Linked DNA regions of Pan troglodytes: region 2 is linked to region 1. Evidence: chromatin contacts called from public Hi-C data. All regions are on one chromosome and are shown on one strand. Each heading gives the region's core, a stretch centred on a gene start, on an enhancer-like site or on the middle of the called end of the contact. The rest is flanking DNA. Distances are from core to core; before and after follow the strand shown. Region 1 holds the start of NDUFV2 (NADH:ubiquinone oxidoreductase core subunit V2). Region 2 holds the start of MTCL1 (microtubule crosslinking factor 1).

The links. A called contact is a pair of places that touch in the nucleus more often than the background predicts.
Region 2: a Hi-C map of stem cell-derived neural progenitor cells shows a contact between it and region 1, with 6 times the contacts expected there. The contact joins the promoter of MTCL1 here to the promoter of NDUFV2 in region 1. A contact is called at or near these places in 1 of 7 Hi-C or Micro-C datasets (stem cell-derived neural progenitor cells) and 1 of 1 datasets of contacts at active chromatin or transcription factors (stem cell-derived excitatory neurons).

The regions. Positions count from the first base shown.
Region 1 is chr17:21,802,203-21,805,183 of NHGRI_mPanTro3-v2.0_pri, forward strand. It overlaps NDUFV2 (NADH:ubiquinone oxidoreductase core subunit V2), which reads right to left and starts at 1,389. Exons shown (of 8, transcript NM_001071786.1): 1 at 1,336-1,389. The coding sequence starts at 1,389.
Region 2 is chr17:22,196,315-22,199,295 of NHGRI_mPanTro3-v2.0_pri, forward strand. It overlaps MTCL1 (microtubule crosslinking factor 1), which reads right to left and starts at 1,442. Exons shown (of 16, transcript XM_016933321.4): 1 at 47-1,442. The coding sequence starts at 1,099.

The DNA of each region.
Region 1 (2,981 bases), core at 139-2,638:
CTGTTAGTATTACCTTCAGGAAAAATCTTATGCACCTTGAAACCACATTGGATGACCCTATTCATATCTCTAACACTGTACTTTTACATTGTCTCAACCTTAAAGTTCCTCTTACATGAGACTATCAATTCCAAAAGAACGGGAACTGTCTAAGTCTTTTCCTTATCTGTAATATGAGGAAAAAGTAATACCAACCTCAAAAATGAGATGTGGAATGTAGATATTTAACTCGGTGCTTGGCATACAGAAAACAGTTATCAAATGACTATCATTATTATCCACACTGTTAACTAGAGCTCAGCAGTGCATGACGTACAGTAAGACTTCAAATGTTTATTGAAAGACTGAACTCTGCAAAAAGGAATATTCCCATTTTACAACTGAAGAAACTGAGGAAGATTAACAGCACAAAGTCATAGAGCCACAAAAGGCAGTTAAGCTAACATCCAAACTCCAGTCTAACTCTAAAGCCCTGAATTCATTCTCAATGAATATACACTATCTCCCTCTTGCTGAGAACTGACTTAACCTATTTCACTCTTAGAAAACAAACAAAACTAAGGCTTCTTTCCAGTATTACTTGTGTAACAGGCCCTGTTGTTATAATCGACATTTCTGGAAATCTGCATTTTTAGATTAACGTGAAGGAGTGTTTCAACTTCTCTGCAATTCAATTTCCTTGCCTACCATGAGATGCACTTGGATCTCAAAAAGATCATTTAATCTCTAAAATCCTGTGGTTCTTTAATTGGGTGCTGTTATTTGCGGCGCCGTTCTTTCAGAGTTAGTTTGATACCATTTATTTAGCCAGCATTTCCGATATGCAAAGCACAACTGCAGTAAATCAAACATTGGCCACCCTTTTCCAGCCCTAATGAAGTTCTCCCTAAGCCTTCACGAAGCAAGCCAGAGCTCTCCAGTATGCTGCAACCTAAAAGCATCGAGGTCACTAGGCTTGAAACGAGAGGTGCCTCCTTCGGGGCGGCGGTCTTCGAAACAGATCTGGCCAGAGCAGGCCTAGATTCTGCGCTACAGCAAAACAGCAAAAACAAACAAACATATATATATATATATATATATATATCACCAAGCAGCCCCTCTTTTCTGTCCTCCTCGACCAAACTAGGAGTACACTTCCCAGTATGGCAACCCTCCCTCGGGGCTTCTCACGGTGGGGCTGCAGCGGCCTCCCTAAGAGGGCTAAGGCCGCAGTGTCCTTGCCGCCGCCTGCAGGCCCGTGCAGAGCCCAGGGCTCTCCTGCGCCCAAAACTAAGGGAGACACGGAGAGCAAGAGGAGGGCGGCGGCAGCGCCGGGCTCAGCTTGAGCCTCCTTACCCAGTGGGCGGTGAGGCCAGCCGCCCGGGCCCGGAGCGCCGCGGAGAAGAACATGGCGGGCCACACTGTTCACCTTCCCCAGCCGCGCCAGGCGAGAATCCCGAGCGCGCCCAGGGCGCACAGCGTGCGCGCTCCCGACCCCAGGCCTAGGCGACCCGGACGGCACGCCGCTCCCTTCGCCGAGGGGCGGGGGCTGACGGGAGGGAGCGAGGGCGCGCGGGGGCTGCTGGGGCCCTGTGGGCGGAGACTTCCCGGGGGAGGGGCGGGGACCAGTCCGTGCTCGGAAAGGGAGGTGTCCTACGGGCCGCTGCAGGGGTCCCGGCCTTGAAAAGAAGCGTCCCGGAGCTGCACCTTGGGCTCCTGGGTAACGAAGCGCCCGCCTGGATTTATAGGGGTGAGCTTCCCTCATGGAGAGCCTTGTGAGGATTAGCCACCTCCTCTTATATTGCTGTTAGTTAAAAATAAAGTCGGGTTGCAACCCACTATAAATCTTATTCTACATGTTACGAATTCAAGACACAGAGGGCTGCTATCCAGTGTGCTAGCCATAGACACCAAATGTCTTGGTTCCCAATCTTTTGCATTAGAGATATGTGCGACATATTTAGGGGTTAAATGGTATGATGTCTGGAATTTGCTTGAGAATAGTGGGGAGTGGGAGGTGAAAAATAAAGCAAGTTGGCCGTTAAGTAAGGCCATAGAAGCTGCATGGTCGTTCTTATTTACTATTCTCGGAACTTTTGTACATATTAGATATTTTCCATAATAAAGCTGAAAAAAAAAACCCCACTTCCTTCTTCATGTTTGTTTGGTTATCTCTGGAAATTCCAACAAGTATTTATTCAGTAACAGCTCTAATGTGCACAGCACTATTTCCTGGTGTGGACTTCCTCTTGATTTTTTACGTCACTGCCTTCTTTTCTGGAGTGTCACGTCCTGTACCCACCCCCTTCCTTTTGCCCATTTTCTTTGCTATAATAAACTTGTGAATAATTTCTAGAACATTCACAGCAGCACAGGGATTTTGAAAATTTATCCCTCATTAGTTTAAAAACTCAGAAATATTCCATTGCAACCCCTATGAATCATATTTCGCAAATCACAGAATTCAAGACACAGAGGACTGCTGCCCAGTGAGCTAGAAATAGATACCAAATGCCTTGGTTCCCACTCCTTTGCCTTATATTTTATGTTAGTTTGCCTCTCCTAAATTAGCTTCAGTATTTCCCTTTAAAAGGGAAAGACAGTCTGGCCCTTAATGTAAATGTATTTTGTTATAAAGTTACCTAAATACTTATACACCTGGCCGGGCGCGTGGCTCACGCCTGTAATCCCAGCACTTTGGGAGGCTGAGGCGGGCAGATCACGAGGTCAGGAGATCGAGACCATCCTGGCTAATACGGTGAAACCCTGTCTCTACTGAAAATACAAGACATTAGCCGGGCATGGTGGCAGGCGCCTGTAGTCCCAGCTACTCGGGAGGCTGAGGCAGGAGAATGGCGTGAACCCGGGAGGCGGAGCTTGCAGTGAGCCGAGATCGCGCCACTGCACTCCAGCCTGGGCGACGGAGCGAGACTCCGTCTCAAAAATAAAAAATAAAAATACTTATACACCTAACACTATTGTGCACATACTTACTGTTCTTA
Region 2 (2,981 bases), core at 192-2,691, 390 kb after region 1:
CCCTCCGGGGGCGCCCCGGGACACCTGCGGCCGAGGCGCGGCTCACCTTGAGATAGTCGTTCTCTGAGCGCAGCTCCTCCATCTCCCGCAGCAGCTCTTCTTCCTCCGCCGCTGGCACGAGCCGAGACTGCTCGCCCAGGCTGGGCTCCTTGGGGGTCCCGGGGACTGGTCGCTCCGGTGGCGAGCGCCCCCGGACATCCTCCGCCACGCCGGGCCCCGCGAAACCCCCCGAAACCCCGCCCGGGATGCTCCGGCCCCCGGGACAGGCGCCCGCGGCGAGGGGCGCGGCGAGGAGCGCTGGGGGCTCGGGGCTGCCCGGCGGCGCTCCTCGGGCTGCGGGGCTCGGCGTCGGCGCTCCTCGTGGTGGTTCACGGTCGCTGGAGCCCGTGCCGGATTCGGCGTCGCTGCTGGCGGCAGGGAGCAGGCGCTGCTCGTCGGACAGGGGTTCGGAGGGGCAGTCAGAGAGGTCGGAGCTGCTGTCCGTGTGGCTGATGCGCGAGCAGCGGGCCGGGGACCCGGCCACCGAGGTCACCGCGAGGGTCACGGCAGGGATCCGGGCGGCCGGGGTCGGGGGGCCGATGGTGCGGGCGGGTGGCGCCCGGGAGCCGCGCTTGGCTTTGCGGCCCTTGGCAGCGGCAGACGGCGGCTCGGCTCCGGGAGGCTTCCCAGCCCGGGACAGCGGCTCCGCGGGCGCCACGCGCGCCGCCCTCCTGCTTCCCAGGGCAGCCTTGGCACCGCCCGCCGCTCTGGCCCCGGCGCCCGGCGGGGGCTTGTCCTTCGCGCCCGGGACGCCGCCACTGCGCCGAGAGAGGCGGCCGGGCGCGGCCAGGGACCCCGGCGAGGGCGGCGCTTTGCCCGCGAGGTTGGGCGAGCGCGGGGCGGCGGGCGCCGGGGCTCGGCCCGAGGAGGGGACGGCCGGGCCGGGCGCGGCGGGCCGGGCGTGCAGGTCCTTGAGGAACGGTCTGGCGGGCGAGGGCGCACGGTGCAGCCGCCGCCTTTCGGCCACCGGGTGGAGGTGGTGGTGGCGGTGGTGCTGGCCAGGCGGCTGCAGCTTCGCGTCCGGGGCACCTCCGCCCGCGGGGCCGTTCAGTGTCTCCATGGCCGGGTCCGCGGGCAGCAGCTCAGGCAGCAGATGCTCCGGACGACGACGGCGGCGGCGGCGGCGGCGTGCAGCCTCCCCGCGCGCTCTCTCATCACTGTCCCAGCCCCGCCCGGGCTGCGCCCCGCGCTCCCGCCGTCCCCGCCCCCCGCACCCCGGCCCCGAGGATTCCCGCGGGGCTCGCCGCCGCCGCGCTCGCCCCTCGCTGAGGTCACCGCGGATCGAGTTCTCCCGGCTCAGCAGCGCGGCAGCTCCCAGCCGCTCGCATCCCCGGACCTCGCGCTCCGGGCTCGCGGTCACCGGTGCCGCGGCGGCGCTGGCGGCGCGCGCCCGGCTCCCGCGTCCCGCTCCCCGCCCACCGCCGGCCCGCTGCTGCCCGTGCCCGCCCCCGCCGCTCCTGGCTGAGAGAAGCCGCACGCGCGCGCCCCACCTCCCCGCCGCCCAGCGCCCTCGCCCAGGCCCGTGCGCATGCCCCGCCTCCAGCCAGCCGGCGCCGTGCAGGGGAGGGGCGAGGGAAGGGGCGGGGGCTTGCGCTCCCCGGGGGGCGGGCGCCCGGCAGGGGCGGGGCGGGGAGGGGCGGGGCCTGCGCACCCTTGGGAGCAGGCGCAGGCTGGATCCATGGGGCCTCGCTGCCCGGGGACCCTCCTTGCTTTTTGAGGCCCTAGAGACGCTGCCAGGAGCTAGGGAGGAAGGGAAGAGGCGGAGGTGAAGTGGTGGCAAGGGGCGGCGCCGGCCACTTGGGGAAGGCGTGTGCCGCGGCTGACAACACCCCCCTCATGCCTCTCCATCCGCCGCCCGCCTCCCCGAGGCCAGTCACCTCCCTCGTTGTCCTCTCCAAGCTGTGCCCCTGGTCCCCGAGCTCCTTTAAGGATCGCTGGTACCCGACGCAGCTCTCGCGTCAAAACGACACGGCGGGCGCTCCACAGTTGGCACCCCCGTGGCCTCGGGAGCTCAGGAGGAGCTGCTGCCCAAACAGGAGGAGCGCTCGCCAAAGCTGGGGGGTCAGAAAGGGAACTCACATTTATAGTTCCGGCTGCAAGCCAGGCCTGCTGGCCACTTACTGAGCAGTGTTTTATTTAAGCCTCACCACAGTCCCAGATTGGAATTGCTGTCTTCGGTGAAGACTAGGGCACCGGCGCTGGGAGGTGAAGTCACTTGCCTGCGATGCCTCACCCAGTCCCTAGCTGAGCGGGTTTAAACCCAGGTCCTCAGGATTCCGAGTCCTGCAGGCTTTCCGCTCAGAGCCCGGAGCCCGGCCACCGGTTCTACCACTTGAGTCTCCCATGCGCAAGGCACTAGACCTTTCTGAGCCCCAGTTCCCTCGCCTGTATCATTAAAACGTACTGCCACCTAAGCATGTGTGAAGATTTAGCAAATACCAGAACACACCGTGCAAACTGTAAAGTACAGTTCACATACCATTGGGTGCAGTTTATGTCCCAGGCGTTGGATGTTGGCCAGTGCCCATAGGAATAAGGGCCAGCCTGTCCTCCAGCCCTGGCGTTGCAGGAGGCAGAGGGTCAGGTAATAAATACAAGGAGGAGGGCGGGAGCATAACCCCGCCTGGTGAGGCTCGCATTTTCCTGGAAGGGCGGGTTGGTCTCTCAGCTGAGGGCCCAGGACACAGTAGAGCCTGCAGAGAGCAGGGCCTCTAGGCGGGGAGGCAGGTAGGTTAGGGATTAGAGGGGAGACTGGAGGGTGTGTGGCACCAAATATCCTACCAAGGCCGTTGGGCATTATCCTAGAGGCGGTAGCCACGGGGTATTCTGAGCAAGATGATCTGATGTGCTCAAAAAGACCCCGGGGGCAGCAACCTGGAGGAGAGGGAGGTGGGCCACGGGAGCTGCGAGCGGCTGTGGCAGTATGCGCGGTGAGGTGGCAG